Regions from separate parts of the Zea mays genome. Here region 1 is linked to region 2. Evidence: chromatin contacts called from public Hi-C data. All regions are on one chromosome and are shown on one strand. The core of a region is the stretch at or near the end of the contact, and the rest is flanking DNA. Distances in the headings are between cores, read along the strand shown.

What was found. A called contact is a pair of places that touch in the nucleus more often than the background predicts.
Region 1: a Hi-C map of leaf shows a contact between it and region 2, with 3 times the contacts expected there. The contact joins the promoter of LOC103634668 here to the promoter of LOC100193689 in region 2. A contact is called at or near these places in 4 of 25 Hi-C or Micro-C datasets (ear, leaf and tassel).

What each region holds. Positions count from the first base shown.
Region 1 is chr8:3,883,988-3,888,572 of Zm-B73-REFERENCE-NAM-5.0, reverse strand. It overlaps LOC103634668 (calmodulin), which reads right to left and starts at 2,500. Exons shown (of 2, transcript NM_001112020.2): 1 at 2,270-2,500. The coding sequence starts at 2,345.
Region 2 is chr8:3,734,818-3,739,266 of Zm-B73-REFERENCE-NAM-5.0, reverse strand. LOC100193689 (hydroxymethylglutaryl-CoA lyase) reads right to left here and starts at 1,695. Exons shown (of 8, transcript NM_001138781.1): 1 at 1,396-1,695; 2 at 927-1,101; 3 at 579-758. The coding sequence starts at 1,598.

The DNA of each region.
Region 1 (4,585 bases), core at 1,251-3,750, 150 kb before region 2:
CTGGAGTTAGTCAACAACCTACACAACGTAGGAATATAAGCTTTTCTTTATCAGAATGGAAGGAAATGTTCAAGGGAAGAAAAGCAAACCCAAATGGAACCACGAATTTCTAGGAATGAATTTCACCCATGGAGTAATTATTTGAGTTATAATTTGCAGGTGTTCAAATGCATGATAATGGATTTTAATATGGTTAAGACTCCCTAAAAACACAAACCCAAATTTAACGAGCACTTGTTGATAAGCTGTGAAGAGATTTGGTTCATATTATACTGCAATACAAACTACAACTAAACTCCATGATTTCAATAACATTAGTGCAGAACTGCAGACATAAATATCCATACAGAACTGGTGTTTGAGTAGGAGAGAAGGATCTGTAAGAGGAAGACAAGAGATTCCAAACAAGTTAAAGTGCATTAAGAATGAAATGGAGCAGGTCTTGGTGAACTAGAATAAGATCAAACATAGATGGCGATAGTATTTTGATAAACTGTTCGGTGAGAAAAATGAGGACACAAACTTTTAGTTGGATCACTATTTTGATGACACCAATAAGAGTTTTGTACGTACGATCCAAAAATCTAAGGTTAGAGAGATATTGAAAAGGATAAAAGGGGAAAGGCGATGTGCTATAATGGTATCCCAATGGAGCCATGAAGATGTCTCGAGAACATAGCTATAATATAGCTAACAAAGTTGTTCAACCATATCTTTCGATTGAACAAGATGCAACAAGTTAAGTATATTAGTACTGATATATAAGAATAAGGGAGATATTCAAAGTTGTACTAATTACCGGAAAAATAAGTTGATGAGCCACACTATGAAGCTATGGGAGAATTATCGAGCACCGTCTGAGAGAAATAACGAGGAACTCTATGAGCCAATTTGGTTTATACCCGAAAGGTAAACCATAGAAGCCATTTTATTCATAAGACAAGTGATGAAGTAGTATAGGGAGCAGAAAGATCTACATATGGTTTTTATTGACTTGGAGAAGGCTTATGAGAAAATACCAAGAAAGGTTATGTTGTGAGCATTGGACATAAAGTTCCAACGAAGTAAGCTGGACTCATTAAGAACATATACAATAATATTGTGACTAGTGTTCGAACAAGTAATAGAGACACGAATAACTTACCGATTAGAATTGGACTACACAAAGGGTCTAAACCTTGTTATGGGGGTACAAGGACAATACCACCGTAAATATTCGACAAGGGATCTTTGTGTGCTGCTCTACTGCTTACCACAACCCAGGGGCCCAGCCCGGTTACCAGGAGATGACCACGACAAACACCTTAAGCACGACAAGGGAGACAAGGGTTTTATGGAGGTTCGGGCCGCCGAAGCGTAATACCCTACGTCCTCTTTGGATGTATTGGATTGCAGAAAATGGGCTAAGTCCTATTACAGGAGGCTAGCTAGAGACTGAGAATGAAAATGCGTGGAGTTATCTAAAAAGGAGAACAGATCAGGCGATGAGAGAAATATTCAAGACACAGAACTCAGTGCTCGTCTTCCTCCTCCGGCTGTCTCTCTTCATTCCCCATTCTGTGTTCTAATCCTCCATCTAATTTCTTCCTTGCTGCTCTTATTGTTGGTGATCCGTGAGGGGTTGCTAACAGTTCACCACCTTCAAGGTATTCCTGCCAAAACTAACTAGTGACTCAACATGCTCTTATAACTAGATCACACCACGCTGTGTCCTGCGCTACATCCAAGCTGCAGGCAGCAGCATCTGCCGCTAACCTCCTCACACGTTCGGGTACTTTTTACCACCTCCTCACATGATCCCACGCTTCCTACTATCGCTATCCCGGTTGACCATAATGGGGGAACTCCCGTGGTATGGAATGATTCCTAGCTGGAATTCCATACAACCTCCAATCGTCGGATACTAGAGCCACCAGGTCGATCTGCGTCCAGATTTCCGCCCAGGTGACACCTTCACGCGGCTCCGTTGCCAAAAGCAATTGTCTCCTCGTTGGGGACCATACTCAGAAATTGCAAGAACTAGTCGTAACATGATAGAGCCCGCAAGAGATAAGAGGACGTGAGATCTGCATCTACATGTCCGAGATACCCCGAGAGTTAAAAAAACACACATCCAAATCTACCCCGCGATCCGCTTGATGTGAGATGTCATGGACACAGCCAGCGGTCATGTGAGATCTCCCGTCGCTTCAGTGGCGTGAACCTACCATGCCACATCAAGCCGCGCACGTCAGGAGAGAGGGAGAGAGAGCGGGGGCGAGGAGAATACCGTCGCCGTCCTTGTCGAAGAGGCTGAATGCTTCCTTGAACTCGGCGATCTGGTCGTCGGTGAGCTGGTCCGCCATGGCAATCTTAGGGAGGATCTGAGGGAGGCAGGCAGAGAGGCAAACCGCGAATGGAGGAAGTCTCGAAGTGGGGAGAGAGAACAGGAGAAGGGAGCAGTGCGGTCAGCGGTCAGAGGCAGTCGCAGACCGACCATGCGCGTGAACTTTTTTTTACTGCCTCCACTATCAGCCGCCACATCCTTTTTTTTTAAAAAAATAGATTTTTTGGAATTTTTACTTTCAGATTATTTTTTGAAATCAGGCGGGTAAGCACTCATCCAAAAAGACCAGAAACGGGTGGTCGGTCGTCGCATCGATCACCCATTTAACCCGCCAACGCTGCTGCCACACTGGGTGATACCGACTGATACGAATTATCAGAGTCGGTATCGCTTTGCGTTGTATACAGCATAAAGACGATTTATCGTATTAGAGATGAACCGGCTTTAAACTAGGTGATTAGATGCTTATTGATATGTGAATTGTGAAGTAGATACTAGATGGATTAACGAATTTCATTTTTTCTACATCTATTAGAATCTAGCATTATATTTTGAATTGTTGAACCTGAATTAGAATCTAATAGATAGGTTTTTTCCTGTCTGCTGTCATTTACTTCACAAATCATTATAAAAAATAAATTTGGTTGGTTATTGAATTGCAAATTAGCATTTTTATTTTTATAGATACCACATCGAGTGTTGCCTCTGCTTCAATAACACAATCACCAACAACAACTATCAAGTCAGATGGTCCTGCATGGAAGCATTGCTATTGTCCATATTTAAAGAAGTATTCACTAAAGTATAACTATTGTGACAAGTTGATCAATGATAGAATTACAAAAGTAAAGTACCATCTTGCTAACATTGCAGGCTTCAATGTTTCTAAGTGCAAGAAATTTCCAACTCCTGTTAAAGAAGAGATGATGACTTTGTTTACAAAGAGTATGCAAATGAGCAAAAAAGGAAGGAAAAGCAAAGAGAAAGGGATAAAATTGATCTTGATAACTCAGGAGGTGATAGGTCAAGTGAAGAAGATAGTGAATATGGGGATGAGGTTATTGTGCTCAAGTCAACAAAAGGTGGCAGTAGCTCTAGATTAACAACAATTGGTGGCAATATTGATAAATTCTACAAACCTGGGTCTATTGAAGATTTTGTCCAAAAGAACAAAAGAGGATTGAGCACTAGCCAAAAAAACTCAAACGCAATTGACAACTCAGAAAAGAGAGGAGAGGAGGGATAGAGCTTGTGAATATATATCTCACTTCTTTTATGAAGATAGTATTGCACATAACACAGCCACCCTTCCTAGCTTTGCTCATACGATTGAGGTAGTTGGAGCATTTGGTAGAGGTTTGAGAGGTCCTAGTCCATATGAGACGAGCAGACCATTCTTGAAAATGCAAGGAAAAGGTGTTGGATAGATTTAAGAGCCACCAAGAATCATGACAACTCATAGGTTGTACAATTATGCCAGATGCATGGACAGATAGAAAGGGTAGGGGATGAATTTAGTTGTCCATAGTGCTCAAGGGGTTTGTTTCTTGGATTTTATGGACTGCTCAGCTGTCAATAAGGATGTCAAATATATTTTTGATCTTGTGGATAGATGCATACAAGAGATAGGATAGGAACATGTTGTGTAGGTGGTCACAAATAATGCTAGTGGCAATACAACATCAACAAGTCTATTGACAGCAAAGAGACCCTCCATTTTTTGGAATGTATGTTTTACTCACTGCCTCGATCTCATGCTCGAGGACCTTGTAAAGCTTGGAGTTGTTGAGAAAACAACTGCTAGTGCAAGACATGTGACTGCCTTCTTATATGCTCATACAAGAGTGTTGGATTTTGTCGGTACCCTGAAACAGGGGTACCCCTTACTACAGCATAAAGACATGGTGCCCGCGCGGCTATCTCTAGCCGCGTGGGGAACAGCACCCGACCCCACCACGTGGACGGCTCCGGGGCCGCCACGTGGCCAGAGAAGACGATATCCTCCAAGGTATCAACGGTGGGTTCAGACCCCCATGGGAAAGTGTAGGACCCCTGCATATACGGACCGGACCTCCGGGCAGGGTCCAGGACCTCCGCGGGTACAGACCAGACCCCCGGGACGGGTCCCGGACCTCTCTGTGTGGGGTCCGGCTCACTCTCAGCAGAGTCTCGGGATTCTGGGACAAAGAATACTCAGGCCTTAATCAAGGCCGGGCGGGGGTCCGGAGCCGACACGTGTCTGGACCATACCGTGTACGT
Region 2 (4,449 bases), core at 446-2,945:
CAGAGTAACCACCATATTGCAGCAATCTTCTGATGACACTGGAAAGGGGTTTTGTGTAGCTGACAAATTTCCATGATGTTATATTCACTCCATGAAATCTCTGGTGACACTCCAATGAAAGAGTAGAATTATGCTCACGCTCATTTAGGCAAAGTAAACAAATCAGAACCCAATCCAAATGCCTTTTCTGATGTCAATGGTCTCACCATTTTCTAAATTTTTACTAAAAAGGAAAAAAAAAACTATACCAATTTAGTTTATGAGGGGAAAAAACTTTAATACTTTGGAACAGGTACGACATTTCTGACATATAGGCACAAGAGAATCATCTTTATGATAAACAGGAGGATTATTTGTTTCACAACTCTGGAATGCTACACAACATAACTAGCGACAAATATATCTAAAAAGATATATAAACAGCCTCAGTCCTGCCTGCTCCATGAAAATTCAATTACATATTGAAGAAAAACCCAAGTTGTAAATCAGGGTCCTGAGAAAATCAATGTGTACAATAGGTGCAGATAAAACAGGTGTCTAATCTGAATGTTCTCCAGAGATTTTGTAAAGCACTATACCTGAGGTACCCATTTTGGAGATACAAAACTCGTTGCCTCCACAACAGGTAATCCAGATGTGGCCAATCTTCGTATAAGCTCAACCTTTACAGGTGTTGGCACGATGTCCTTCTCGTTCTGTAGACCATCTCGTGGCCCTACTTCCACAATTTTTACATACCCTGGCAGGTCATGTAGAACCTGGAATAGGAACTTACTTAAAATAATAATGATTGGAAGTCTAATGTAAAGCACATCGCCAAGTTGTTTGGAACAAGCATCTGAAAATAACAGTTAGATCATCTCTGTAGTCTACAAAAGAATAGCAAGTAAACCAAACCAATGAATGGGTATGATACTTCAACACACCTTGCTCCCGGCCCATATACTCCCTTGATGAGAAGATGAAAAATATCTGTAGATATGTTGGTTCCGTGAGGAACAGCCCGCACCAAAAACATGGTGGCCCAATGCAGCAGGCACTTTGCCTCCATCTAGCGTTGACTGCCTTTGATTCACCAGTCTCTTCCACTGATAATATTCCCTATTACAGACAAGAACTCAAGAAGTTGAGATTTAGCTGAAGTAAACAATGATGAGAAAAGCAACTATTCCGATCCTGAGAAATCACTGAGCATTTCCCTTTTTGCAGGGTGTGAGTTAGGAGTTGATCAATCATTGGGAACCTAACTCCTCTGAAGGGACCAATGGACTCAGGTAGTCACTAGATCAGTTGCGAACGAACAATTGAGGCCCCTGAGGCCCTGATCACGAGATCAAGCAATGGCACTACCAAAGTCTGGCCTCACGGTTCTGAATTCTGAACTCCGATGCTCACCTTGAATCGCCCGAGGAACTGCAAGGCAGCGCCGGCGGCGCGTCTGCCGCGTGGTGACTCCCCGTCTCGCCGAACCCGGCGCCTGGGAGCATCCCAGAGCCCAGCACGGGGGAGCTCGCCAGTGCCGCCGCCGCAGCACCGGCGGACAAGGAGGCGTGCGGAGAGGCCAGCCTAGAGCCGACCTTGGTGGACGCCGCCAGCATCCTGCCCGCCGGTGAGCTCGTTAGCTCGGTCTCAGACGAGAAGCTCCTTGAAGCTTCAGCGGGTGGGAATGGGAGAGACGAAGCGAGGCGCGAGTTCAGGACGGAGAGGACAGAGAGGGGGTGGGTTGCGTTGCGTCTGGGTTTTGGCCTCCGACATCCGATAGCAGCTGTGTGCCTGTGTTTGCAGCACTCGGATGGGACATGGGAGTAGATTCCGGACCGGCCCGATCATCATACTTCGTGTGTTAAGGGGCCGTTCGTTTCTCCCCTAATAGAGGCCTAGCCGATTTATTTCTCCAATTTATATAAGTTTTGATCGGCTAGAATGATTTCTAGTCCACTACTGGACATACGAACAAGGCCTAAACAGGTTTGGATAAAAAAGCCTAAATTTTTTTGGACCGTACCAGGTCAGGTTGAAGTATAAAAACAGTGGCTCACACCGGCCTAAATTAGGCCATGTCTTCGTTGTGTCGTGCCGGCCTAAGCTCAGCTATATATTTAGTCACATAAAATCAAATTATTACAACCACTTAAAGTCTATAACTTACTAAATTAAAGATATTAAACAATTATAGCATCATTTGACCATATAAAGCCCAAATATTACAACAATATAAAGTGTATAACTTATTAAATTAAAAAAATTGAACAACATTGGTGCGGGCTGTGTCGGGGCTCGACGGGCCAGAATTTGAGGTCAGACCTAGGCCCACCTTCGGCCTATGTTAGCTTGGCCCATATTATTTCATGTCGGTCCGTGTTTTGGGCTCCTGTTTTTGGGTCGTGCTCGTACTGGCTCAAAAATTCCGGTCCATATTCCCAGCACTAGTATAGATGCACAGAAAGCCCGAAAGCCCACCCCGAAGCACGTTTTTTGGTCTGATACTAGCCCGATTCGATCCGCTTTTATACATGATCGGGCTGGCACAAATAAGCGGGCTGGACCCAAACAGAAAACTAAGCCCGACGGGCTAGCCTAGCGTGTCCCGTTTACCTCTAAGCCTGTCTAGCTCACTTTTTTTACTAAATCGTGCTTACCGGTCCGCTTTTTTTGTCCTTATCGGGCCGAGCCGTTTAGGGATGGAGCGGGCCGGGTTTGGACAAGAAAACAAGGCTTGACCCGGTTTTCTAACTGTGCCTGGTGAGCCAGACCCAAACCGTGTCGGGCTTCAGCGGGTCCAGGCCGAGTCGGGCGGTCCGTTTGGCCATCTCTACGTGAGAGTGTGGGACTCATTTTGCCTTGGCCCTTGGGGCTAGAGATGGCAACTGAGACTCGATCCCTGATTCCTTACGGGGAATTCCTCCATTAGTGATGGGAATATGGAAGTTTCTTTTCCCACGAGGATGTAAATGGTGAAAAATTCTTCCTCAACGGATAAACCAAGATGGGATGGAGAAGCATTTCTCATCCCCTTTCCCTACGTGACCTGTTAAACTTACACGCAATGACGTTTTCACGTAATAGTTAATGATAAAAATAAATAATTACCTTATCAAGAGATCACTCATTGTACAAATGTGTTTATTTTGATATACATATAATGATTTCTTACATCTAAAATGTGTATAAATGGTAATGCTTTGCATTAATAACATATGAAGTACGTCCTAATTATAATTTAAGCGGAGGCGGGGATCCCTGACGGGGATTTATCCTTGCGAAGAATAGGGATGGAGAAGAAATGTCCTCCGCAAGCGTTCGTGAAGATCCCCGCGGAGAATTTTTTTTCATCGCATGAATGAGGATGGAGAGCTAAAACCCGACGGGAAATTTCATGTTACCATCCCTACTTAGGCGCGGTCTCACGGACCTAAATACCATTTTTCCCACCATTCCCAAGTACATTTCTATTATGTAGACTTTCTATTATAATCACTATATTTTATTTTTTTCCAAAAACAATACTTTCCTACTTACAAAACATCTGTAACTATTCTCCATATACACTATAACTTAGTTATTTGATGTTTATTTATTATTTTTTAAAAATATAAAAAAATCACACTATATTTGTGTTGGGGACTTGTTCTCAAATGCTAAGAGTTAAGAACAAGACAACATAAAAAGTGTTAAATGTTAAAGTTCTTCGTCTTTCAAGACATTATGTCCTTTTCGATATAATGAATTCCGGACGAAGGTTACGAAGGTTATGAAGAAAGAAACCTTCGTAGGATCGACAGATGATACAAAATATAAATAATAATGTGAATATTATCATCAAATTATTTTTTATTTGCATTATCATATCCACAATAACAAATTATAAATGTACCTTCGGATTGATGGAAAGTAAAGGTACAGGCGTAATGCGGAGAGCGAATGCCAAGTCAGCATGAACAGTACGGGAGTACTGTTCATCTATTTATAGACACGGGACGCAACCCGTGTAAAATTACATTAATGCCATTTACATTTATCAATAACTCTATAGTAATTCTTCGAGGTCTAATTTGGATTTTCATCTTTAAGTCGGTTCCCCTTTTCTGCTGTCATGTCGAAGCTTTTCTGCGCATAGCTTCGTGATTATCTTAGCCTTCGTCATGATCGCCTTCCATCCCACTCAAGCTTTGTCTTGACCATACTCTTGTATACCCGTACCCTGATTACGAAGATACCTGTTCACATATTTCACTTGGAAAACATTGTCAAATTATGTTTTTGAGGACCTTCGGAAGCCGAAGGCCCCCAACAGTAGCCCCTCGCAATATTAATTTGCTGGAATGATAAATTCATATTGCGACATGGACGAAGGCTTTAAGCCGAAGGTCCGAAAAAACACCTTCCCTTTGCTAGAATAGCAACAGTCATTGACAAGCGGGACCCTCCAGTTTTCAACGCACTAGGCGT